Regions from separate parts of the Triticum aestivum genome. Here region 1 is linked to region 2. The links are chromatin contacts, called in public Hi-C maps. All regions are on one chromosome and are shown on one strand. Each heading gives the region's core, a stretch centred on a gene start, on an enhancer-like site or on the middle of the called end of the contact. The rest is flanking DNA. Distances are from core to core; before and after follow the strand shown. Region 1 holds the start of LOC123105608 (KH domain-containing protein SPIN1). Region 2 holds the start of LOC123105606 (probable methylenetetrahydrofolate reductase).

The links. A called contact is a pair of places that touch in the nucleus more often than the background predicts.
Region 1: a contact with region 2 is called in a Hi-C map of leaf, with 4 times the contacts expected there. The contact joins the promoter of LOC123105608 here to the promoter of LOC123105606 in region 2. A contact is called at or near these places in 3 of 5 Hi-C or Micro-C datasets (all in leaf).

Annotation. Positions count from the first base shown.
Region 1 is chr5A:647,713,287-647,718,939 of IWGSC CS RefSeq v2.1, reverse strand. It overlaps LOC123105608 (KH domain-containing protein SPIN1), which reads right to left and starts at 2,360. Exons shown (of 7, transcript XM_044527698.1): 1 at 2,053-2,360; 2 at 1,776-1,864; 3 at 368-519; 4 at 1-12. The coding sequence starts at 2,135.
Region 2 is chr5A:647,497,300-647,503,434 of IWGSC CS RefSeq v2.1, reverse strand. LOC123105606 (probable methylenetetrahydrofolate reductase) reads left to right here and starts at 4,869. Exons shown (of 12, transcript XM_044527696.1): 1 at 4,869-5,180. The coding sequence starts at 4,962.

The sequences.
Region 1 (5,653 bases), core at 1,111-3,610, 220 kb before region 2:
AAAACCTAACCTCTTTTGAATAGTTCAAAATGGCAAAGCACAAACGATTCATCAGTATCGTTTCATGAAATAAAAATATTTGGAAGAATGTGCACAACATGAATAACAGACAATATTTTCCACCAAAAAAACCCACATTTACATTGTATTATGAATTTTATATATCATAGTATCATATTGCAGACCCAAAAAGTTTACTATAACTTATGTACCGACAGGGTCCATTTTATAGATAATAATGGCTAAAACTCTCACAGTGAAAGCATGTACCTTCTGGAGTATAAAGGTGCAATAGCGTGATCTACTGGATTGGAAACATATTTTATTTCTTCCTTAACAAATAAATATGTAATGAATGAATGTCTACCTCTTGGTGCAGTCCATTCCAAGGACTAAACCCATTGCCAGAGAGATTGGATCTTGGATTTGGTGAAGACATTGGACTAGGACTTCTGAATCGATGTCTATCGAAATCACTGAATCCAGGGTTGTGGGCAGAGTTTGACACCCGCATAATCTCTGAGTAACAAGAAGGTCAGGTGAGAATTTAGATCAAAAGAAATGGATAAGCTATTGATTACAAACAGAATTTTGTACATCGATGTTAGGTTATTTTTCGCAACCAAGACACGATATAATCATACAATGGATAAACACTGACTGGACAAAGGCAGATATCAAAAAGCATATGCACATAGGAACCAGATCCAAGATATTCGTATGATCATTCACAGTAGGTCCATAACACAAACCATTCCTTTTTCAATCCTCATAAAAACATCAACCGTTCCTTAGATATACTTATCTAATATACATACAACATGCTGATGGCCAGCGTATAGTTCGTTCTACAGGCTGGTCTAACCAAGAGACATTAGAGTGTGATGCAGTCGATGTAAAATTTGATCAAACACCACCATTTAAACAAAAGAATTCTTGATAGCCTCACTGAAGATAGTGAATCCCTCAGGCTAATATGTGAGATAAAGAAAATCCCATAAATCATGATCCAAGCATGTGTGCTGCACGCAGAAAAAAGAGTCAGACGGTCTAAGCATGCCCTATAGAAAGAGGCTGAGTATCAAGTGAAGTATTCCTATAATCAGCCCAGTTTGCAGAAGAACTTCATAGTTATATCAAAAGATGTTTATATGTAGTGAGGCTGGAAATGAGCAAGGCCGCAGGATATCTCAACAACTCTTTGGTTGATAATGTCATTGATTTATTTGACAGCGATATATATGCCGACGTTCATATACAGCATTTAGTGTTGTCCAGTGTATATACAATCCACAAACTTAAGCACTGCTTTTTACATGGTACAGTTAAGATGAACCCTAGATCAGACATATGGTTCTCACCAATGGTGGGATGATTTGCTAAGATACCAGACAAGTTTCCAACAGCAATCGACCACCATATGCCAGTCAAGAAGAAGATTGATCTACCTCATTGCAAACATAGATTGCAACAGAAGGATTGATCAACATTACCGCGCATAACTGCAATCATCTAATTCTCGCCCCGACGAATGAAAACATCGCAGTATGTATAAAATGAAAACAGTGTCATCCAAGCAGTGAATGCACCAGAGACCATACAACCAGGCAGCAACAACCAATGCCATCTAATCTAAAGTGGGCAGTATCCAAGCCCTGCAGCCATGTACTTCCGTATCCATGGTTGCAGAGGAACACCACTCCCGTGCATAAACAGAGGAAAATCACATCAGCCTGCAGACAAAACAGTAAAAAGGGGAGATCAGGAGATCTCACCTTGGCTCAGCAGCTTGCTGCATATGGGCAGCACCTGCATGAAAGGCCCCAGCTTCTGGTGCTCGGCGAGCAGCTCGGCCAAGTACTGGCTGCACAAAACCATTAATTACAGAGCAATCACATCACCATCTCCATTCACCCATCAAAGCGACCAAACCCAACAGGAAGAAAAGAAAACACAGCGCACGATAATAATAAATAAAAAACCAATCTTGCCACCACGAATTGGCCAAGAAACAAGCAAAGAAACCAAGAAAAATCCGTGCGCCGCCTCTACCTATCGACATCTGGGTTGCTTCTAATCTGGGGGGATAGGTTCCTGGAAGGGGAGAACCCCTGCTGGCCGTACAGCCCGGACATGGCGGCGGCGGGCGGCGGCGGCCGCTCCCGCTCCGGAGAGGCGGAGACACAGGGCGCCGCAGCCGAGGCCGAGGCGGGGTGGTGGCGGTGGTGTGTGGGTGGGGTGGCAGGGAGAGGAGAGGAGAGGAGAGGTGGAAAGGCTCGCTGCTTTAGGGTGCGTGCAGTCTGCAGCGGCAGCAGCCAGCGTAGGGGGGGAGAGAGAGAGAGGGGGGGAGGTGTTGGGGGCTGCCGCTCTGGAACCCTTTTCTCTCTCTAGAGCTGGCCTCCCCCGCTAGGTTGCAACGCGCCAGCACGGCACCCCCCGTTGGAAAGGCTTTATCAAAAGCCACAATTTCCTCACAACAATAAAATGGGTGAGGAAAATAGGTCTTTTCGATTTTTTGTGAGTCACATCGTGTCTGTGTCTGGACTCTGCATGACAACACCAAGTTTTCTCTGGTTTATGTGAAACCGTTTTATTCTTTCCGCGAAAGGTTCAGGCGGTGCAGCTGTTGCCGCGGTTTTCGTAATTTGTTTTCGTCGTGCCGATGAATTTATTTTTCATATTTAAAATAAGGCATAATACCACTGAAAAAGGTTCTTCGTTATATTCTAAATCAACGGCGTCGTTTTAATAGACACCTGTAGTTTCGCGGTTTATCCGGAAATCATTTTCTCCTTTAAAAGGTCTACGGAACGTCTGGGTGGTGTAGCCACTTCCACGTGTATCACGACACGTCAACAAAATCGCTCCCGGGACGTAAAGATAGAAGCACTGCTGGAAAAATATGTTTACCTATCTAATCTTGATTTTTGCTAGTTTTTTTATAGGAAACTGTGGTGTTGCTATTTTTATAGATCACACCTAAAAAGAATATATTTTGCATATAGTATTTTGGTTATTTTTGCCACCATATGTGAAGATTTTGTTTTTCATATGTATAGTTTAGGAGTTCCTATGGAAGAATGACACGCAAAGACATATATACATGATTACAGTTACATGCATATGTGAAATTTTCAAACATGTAGAACTCTTGTTCCATCACCCCAAAAAAAAAGAATTAGTCAATGTGGCACATAGACTTTGTCATCCCAGGGAAAATGATGTCTTTACATAGTTGTACTCCTTTCTTGTGGATATGGATGCACAAGCTTATTGATCACGACATATATGTTTCAAAATAAACATGTGTTACCTATTTAATAAATACCCCAAAATAAGTTTTTCTTTAATTTATCATGGTTATCATTCATTAAATATTTTAACGCGTAGAATCACATCCTTTCATTTATAACTAGAGTGTTATTATGTCCAACCTGTATTTCCCTGCAAGCCCTTTGAGACAAATATGCAGCAACCAAAATCTACTAATTAATTCCCTGCAATAAATCTACTAATTAATTTCCTTTGTTAGTGCAGGAAAGTAAAATGTGGTTGTCCAGCTGTCAACAGCTAGAATACCTATTGTTTTAATGTGCTCAAAACTATGGAAATACAGAAAGAATTAGCATCTAATAAACATGAGACACATGTTAGTGGGGCCCCGCTCCCTCTCAAGTGTAGTGATCGAATGCCTGGCAAATTTGGGCAAGCCAAAAATCCCCATGTCACACTCGTTCTTCCAAACTGTCCATTTCGTCACTAGGGTCAGTTTTTCCCCCAAACCTAAATTTAACTCCCCATCCAACATGCAGGTGGCTCTTTTATTATCTCCCAAAAAATTTGGCTTTCACGCATTTAGTGGGCACGGCCCCCCTTAGCGACCAGGACCGTACACATATACAAATTAAAAAAATACACATGTAAATTGTAATAGCTCACATTCATGAATAGGTGTGTATTTGTCCAAGCACGCGACAGGAACACTTTCAAATCACTGTTCGAGCTGCTAACCTTGTGTCCAGCAGCGGCCCACGAATTGGCTCCGTCCACCCGTATTTCGTGATGCTGCTGTTTCCCGTATGGGATCGTCGGCGGTTGGTATGGGATCGTCAACATGGCCGTCGCCGTCGGCGCACAGGCTAGAGCAAGTTCGGCCTTATCGCCAACACACAGGGGATCACTGGCGTGTTCGAGCTAGTCGTCGTGCGGCGGGTACTGTTTGTATACATCGTAATTACGATCGACGACGACGACGGATTACATTGCACCGACCCAGCGCGAACAAATTAGAAAAATAACTAGAGAATTAATGGGACGGTGCTAGAATAAACACAAGGTGTCGTATTCGGTTTCAGGTATTTTTTTGACATCTAGACCCGCTCTCGAATGCTGCGGACGAAAACCCGTGGTAGTTATCGGAGGCTTTTGAAAGTGAATGGTTTCTTTTCCTTTTAGCATAGCATAACCAGAGTTGCCGACGAACACGCACATACACTCGTCTCTGTGACGCGCGCACGCACGTCCTGCCTCTGTGAGAATAGTTTCTTTGTTAGATTTTTCTAGATTTACCCCCGCAAAAAAATCTAGATTTAAATAAGTCCACGAATGACCGTCCGGAGAAAAACTCAACGGATAGTTTACATGCTCCATGTGTTTAATAAGAAATAAAAATCAGATGACTCATGAATCGGGAAAGTGTCCTTCTCGCGAGCTCATATGCATCCTCACTGATCAATAAATTCGACAAAAAATAGTAAAAACAAACATTAAAAAATGTTCTACATGCGTGCAAAGTTTCATGGATAAAAGATGTTCCGAAATGCCCCCTAAAAAACAAAATCGATGCTCCAAAATGCGTTTAAAAACGAACTTTTGGAGCATCAATTTTGTATTTTAGGAAGCATTTCGGAATATTGTTTCTTCAAGAAAATTTTCACACATGCATGTTGAGAGTTTGTCAATGTTTGCGCCCCCCCCCCCCCCAAAAAAAACTCAGTTTTTTATTTTAAACTATTTTTTTAAGATTTTACTGTTCACAGGGAGCATATGAGCTCGTGAGCACAAACTTCATGTCCTACGAACCGGTGGTTACAAAAAGATAATGTGTCGTATTCGATCTCAAGTATCAATTTGTATCCACGGCCACTCTTGAGTGCAATAGTTGAAAACCAATCAAATCGCTTGCTCGGATTGCAAGAGGTTTTACCGTGTCCAATGGTGATCTTTTTCCCTACTAATTCAACAAATAATCATCATGCTCAATCTTCTTAGAAAATTGACATGCTCCATATTTTAAAAATAATGTGTTCTCCTACTTTACCACGTAACGTTTGAGCTTGCATTAATAAGCTTGGTACTTCGACGCCCGAAGGATTTGAATGCATTTTTGAATTTTTGTAAGGGTATTTTCTTAAGGGTTCGTGTTTTGTAATATAGCAAATGGTCCACACGTTGTTGCGAAATATTTTGCAATACATTTCAATACGATTTCATTGCATGGAAGATGAATATTTGAAGTAACAATATGATAACTAGAACAAAAAATACATTTGATTTATTGTGTTTGATTATTGGATAGTTGTAAAATATGTACTCCCTCTATAAAGAAATATAAGAGCGTTTAGATCACTAAAGTAGTGATCTAAACGCTCTT
Region 2 (6,135 bases), core at 3,620-6,119:
CTAGATGGAGGTGGTTAATGACGAAAAGTGTAGTGGGTTGATATTCATACGTGAGAAAATGCCTATCTGTATCTAGAACATCCGCATCCGAACTAAAATGAAAATGAAACGTATCCAAATTTATGTTGCATATTAAAATATAAATATGATATGAGATTTCTGACTCACATGAATATGGAAGTGCATATATCCGTATCCAAATAATTACGTGAGCTAATCCTATATTATATCTAAGAGAGTGATCCCTGCTACTTTTAATTATCTTAACATGCATGCTTCCACATCATCAAAATAGTAATATTCGTTAGATTTACTATCTAGATGCATTACCATCCGTTCGATCATGGAAATCCTCCACCATGCAACATGCATTAGTGGATTCTATGTGGGTATTAAATCAAACTAAATTTAGTTGTGAAACAACCCACTAACTATTTTTTCTAGCCATGCAATCTGCCACATCATCATGTCATGTACGTAAATTATAAGTTACATTTTTTGCATTAGCATATCCATGCAACACTGTCACATCATCAGTTAATGCATGTAAGTCATTGGTTATTTTTTTGCATTACGTTTTGTGCTCTCATAGACATGGTATATGTGTTGGGCGCTTTGAGCATACCTATATAGTTGATCCTTCATTTTTTAAAAGAAAATGGCACTCTTTTTCTCTATTTAAATCGCTAGAGCGTACTTATTTTTTCTACATACAATCTTTATAGGTATGCTCCTATAAGGTTGACCTTTCACTATTTTTAGAATTACACTCTTTTAACCATAATCTATTTTTTTCTCTATTATACATGCTTCTGTTATCTACATATTATTTTAATATTTTTTGAAGTTTATATAAAATACATATTTTACTTTCTTTGCTTTTAGTTGTTTATGCAGCACCTAATTATGCATGCCTTTATAACAAGATTACTGCAGCAACGCGGGGGATCATCTGGTTTAAGCAATACTAGTCCCAGAATGCTAATTATCCAACATAAAATCCTAGGAAGTGGTCAATTATTTTAGTGATTAAATTAGAAATTATTATGCATTATAGTAGTATCTATTCATAAACATGTCTATGATTGACTTATTGTGCATCACAAATTGATTATTTTTTGTCACATAACTGTTGATTTATTTTATTTTAACTAACATATCGCTATTATTCAGATCCTTTCCGAATCGAGTAAATCTGATATGTACACATATTCAAATAACATCCGCTCCGTATTCGTATTCAGTAAAATCCATATTCGCATTTGTATTTTGTTTTGAAAATATATAAGAAGTGAGAAGAGCATTATCCAATCCGTTTCCACTCCTAGAGGCGAGGAACACAAATCTCACGTGCTCCCTTTGTTTTTAGTTATGAAACAACTTTTATTGGTTCGCTCTATATTCTTATACATTTTTCTCAATCTCTAGGAAAAACATGACAAGAAGAAAAGAATCAAGATTGTTGTCATTATAGTGCCACCCTTCCATTTATGTCAGAATATTTTCATACACACAAATTCAGAATTATATAATTCCATTGAGAAACATTTCTTGTAGGGCAGTCCATTTGTCAATTACTTTGTTCGATAACGATTTACCCATTACGTCCATGTCTTTTTCTTTTTCTTTTTCCCATCGTATTGTGTCCACATATTACTAAATCCAATTTTTGTATGCTTTGATAACATCAAACTTTATTTCTTGAGAACACTATCAAAATTATTGAATGGGAATCACCAGGCTAGTGTCACCAATGCAGTATGTCTCCCACTTTCAATAATAAGAGGTGACGATGGTAGGAGTGACGATGAAATGACTTTTGCCTGCTTGCCTATGATGGCCTATTATTACCACTAGCTAGATACCGGTGAGTTGCAATGGGGGCAACTTTATTTGTAGTGTTTGAGCATAGGAATTTTAGACGAGTTTGAGATTGGGATATGCCGTGGGGAGGGAATTCATAGGCAAAGGTAAGAAACGATATGATGCGATTGAGATTGTGTATGTACAACTATGTGAGTTGGTTTTGTTGTTTCCTTGAAAGGGGTTCTTACTACTGACGATTTATTTGATTTTTGTTGATTTAATTATAAGGGATTTCTTTTTCCAGAAATGAGAAGGTGGGGTCGGTTTGAAAAATTATAATGAGGATTAACGCGTGGTTCTAAAAAAGGATGCAAGGGAGCATGTATTGATAGGAAGGGGCGGAAACGATGAAAGAAAAATGAACAAATTCCCCTTTAATAATAGATACTAGTTAAATAGCCATGCGTTGCAACAGCATAAATTTATTCTATTGCTTCATTCGTAGAATTTTTTTGATTGGGTTGGGATTGATATATGCTGCGAGGAGCGAAGGCATAGGTAAGGGTAAGGAAATATGCGATGCCATTAAGATTGTGATCGTGTACATACAACTACGTGAGTTGATTTTGTTGTTTGCTTCAAAGAGATTTCTTGTTATTAATGATTTTTTTGGTTTTTGTTGATCGCTTACAAGGGATTTCTATCTCAAGAAATGAGGAGGTGCGGCGTTGGTTTAATATTTTTTAATGATGATTACTACTTGTTTTGAAAAAAAAACGATGGAAGAGGGCATGTATCAATGCGAAGAGTAGAAGCCAAGCCAACAAACTCATTTTAACAGTAGAGATATGCCATTCTAAACCTACATCGCGAAGGCCTCTAGTGGCATCCCTCGATACACGCCACTCATTACACCTCGAGCTCTATGAATGAAAAGTGGGGGGCGGGGGGAGTTCGGACCAAGAAAGCAAATGGCATCAAACATGCCAAGATCAATGTGCTAAAATTTGTTATACTTCCCTGTGTTTTGGCTTTGCTACAATGAGAATTTGAGTTTAATTCAGACGTACTCGTCGGTCTCATAATATAAGATCGAGGTTGCAAAGCGATCTTATAGGAGGGAGTAGCTTTCTTGCAAAACTGAGATTGTTGTCACGATGGCGCCACCCATTCCATTGTAGCTGAGCTGGACGAGTCGGCAGGAGTGGCCCTGTCCTCACATCTCTATTTTTTTCCTTTGTTTTTCTCTCGATTAATTGTGTCCACGTGTTACACGATCTCTGATGCTCCGGTAATATCAAAGCTTTTACGTAGTACATGGAAACACTCGCAAAAATCAGTGGCAATTCAATTACATACATATGGCAGGTTCCACTCAATTCTCCTTTTGAATTGCTATACATTGTTTTGAATCTCCATCTCCAGGGGAGAAGATGACAAGAAGAGGCGAATCGAGATTGTTGTCACGATGGCGCCACCCCATTCCATTTTTGTGGAGTTGGGCGAGTCGGCAGGAGTGCTCTTGTCCTCATCTTTTCTTCTTTTTTTGTTTTTCGAAAACACTAACGTTCATACGTGTAGTAGTTTTGTAACTCGCCCACACACGTAGATCATCGTCCAGTGCAATTTACATGAATCTTGACACATTGAGGCAGAATTTGCATGTCACATAGGACGGGCTTGCTGTGTGGGTGTTGGAGGGTTTGTCCACACGCTCGCACCACGCTGTTTGCCAGCTGCGCTGTGTGGTCGAACTAGTTTCTGCCCACACAACCACCATCTAGTCCATGCGCGTGTGGGCGAACTGCTTTTCACCCACACGATACTCCTACGTTGTGGATGACAACTGCAGTTACGCGAACGTGGCAACTAGGTAAACAGACATGACAACTGTGATTCTTTGCTAGAGGGCAAGTGCATTTGCGCGTACGTGGCAACCAGATAAACACACATGACATCTATGATTAGCCATACATGGCAACTATGGTTGGACCATACGTGACAACTAGGTAAACACACATGGCAACTAGGTAAATACATATGGCAACTACTGTTTGACCATATGTGGCAAGTAGTTAATCACACACGGCAACTACGGTTTGATTACACACGACAACTACCATAAATTAGACCCCGCAAAAAAAACTACCATAAATTAGACATGGCAACTATAGTTAACCAAAACAGATAGAGCTGCCATGCTTTTACAACTACACTTGTCATTTCGGATAACTACATCTGCCAACCAAGATGGCAACTAAATCGTCATCCCGCGGGTACCTAACGTAGCTGCGCCAGGACGTGTGGGCATTTTTGCTTCGTGTCATACGCGCGGGGTGGAGATAAGTAGTACTTGTTGGGCATGTGGCATGAAATAACCGCGCCCACGTGTGTGGGCAATTCTAATGTCCGTCCACACACAGCCCGTGTGGGCTGTCTCCTGCTCACACCACACACGGTGTGTGGGCGCATGTCGAATATACCACACGTGTGGCAGCTATCGTCGTCTTTTGTTTTTCTCTTGGATTATTATGGCCACGTGTTGCACAACTTCTGGTGATCCGATAATGTCGAAACTTTTTACGTACATGGAAACACCCCCAAAATTCAGTGGCAATTCAATCACATATGGCAAGCTCCACTCAATTTTCCTTTTTACATGTGTCACCGGATCGCCAAATCAGCGGAAGTCCACAGCGCTCGTGGAAGAATCCCACGAGAATCAATCGTAGGTAGACATTTCGCTGCCTACCACTCCAAACCCATTAAGTCGCGGACCCACATGCTAGTGACGGCGGGGCAGATTTCTAAACCCGGCTTGGCAGTGGTCAGTGTCGTGCCCACACATTTGGGTTGGTGCAGGACAGCGACGCCGGGGGACCGTCCACCCGCCCCACCACAACATCCCTGCACCCGTCCCACAAGCGCCACACGTAACCACCTTCGCGCATACAACCGGGCCCCACCGGGCAGCGGGCGGGCCACACTGGTGCGCCGCGCCCATCCAGCGGGAGTGGTTGGTGGAGTCAGATCTCCTATAAACCCACTCGCCACCAGCCGCTACCCCTCGTCCACCCGCCCGCCCGCCCGCCGCGACGCCATTAGCAGAGCCAGAGCAGTGGGGGAGAAGGTTCTAGAGGAAGAGGAAGAGGAAGATGAAGGTGATCGAGAAGATCCAGGAGGCGGCGGCGAATGGCCGGACCGTCTTCTCCTTCGAGTACTTCCCGCCCAAGACGGAGGAGGGCGTGGAGAACCTCTTCGAGCGGATGGACCGCATGGTGGCGCACGGCCCCAACTTCTGCGACATCACCTGGGGCGCCGGCGGATCCACCGCCGACGTCACCCTCGACATCGCCAACCGCATGCAGAACATGGTACGCACGTCTCCCTCGCCCCGTCAACTGCCGCCTGCTGCGCCCGCCCGCCCGCCCGCGCGCGATCTGATCTGATCCGCTCTGCTCTGCTCTGTTTCGGCGCGCCTTCCGCCCGCGAGATATGCCGGGTTCGATTCGTTTGCTTGGCTGGTTTGATCCGGCTCGGATTTAGGCGCAATGCGACACTGTAATTCGTGAAGGGGGTGCTGGGAAGCATGTTCGGTTTTGGGATGACCGGATTTGCTTAATTCCGCGAATTGTCGCTTCGTCTCCATAGAGTTCGACGGGTTAGTAATTAGTTTAGATTGCTTTTACTCCAAGTTCAAAGTTAACGGACGCATTTGGTGCTAACAGCTGATTTAGGGTGAAATGGAACTGGTGCCAAGTAGGAGTTCATCTGCTTCCATGTCGTCTAGTTACTGATTATGTTTAAGAGAGAATTATTGCTTACTTGCTTTCTGAGTTTAAGAGACAATTATTGCTAACTTATGCCTCAACGTGAGCAGGGGAGTGTTATAGACATGGTATATTATTATTTTTTATGCTTGTATAATGCTTAGTTCAACGCACATTTAAGCTATGGAACGGTAGGGGTTTTATTGAGATTAGTAATTTTGATGAGCTGGGCCACATTGACTCACTGAGTTCATCCATTCTGACTCGGTCAACACTCTCAGTAAGGGGCTTGTTGCTTACTTGCTTTCTGAGTTTTTCTGGGATGAGTCTTGATAGGATTTCCTGTCTGGGTTTCATGGCATCGTGGTCTGAATTTCTTATGTCATGTGCTCAATGTTGGGTGTATCTGGGGACAGAGAAATGTGCCAACATGTTGTTTTTAAACAAGTAGTGACCGTTGTTTTTAAACAAGTTTGGAAGAAGACACTCATTTGATAGTATTAAAGTTTACTACGAACATTCTGTCATGCCAATATGTTGCTCTGGATAATTTCAAATT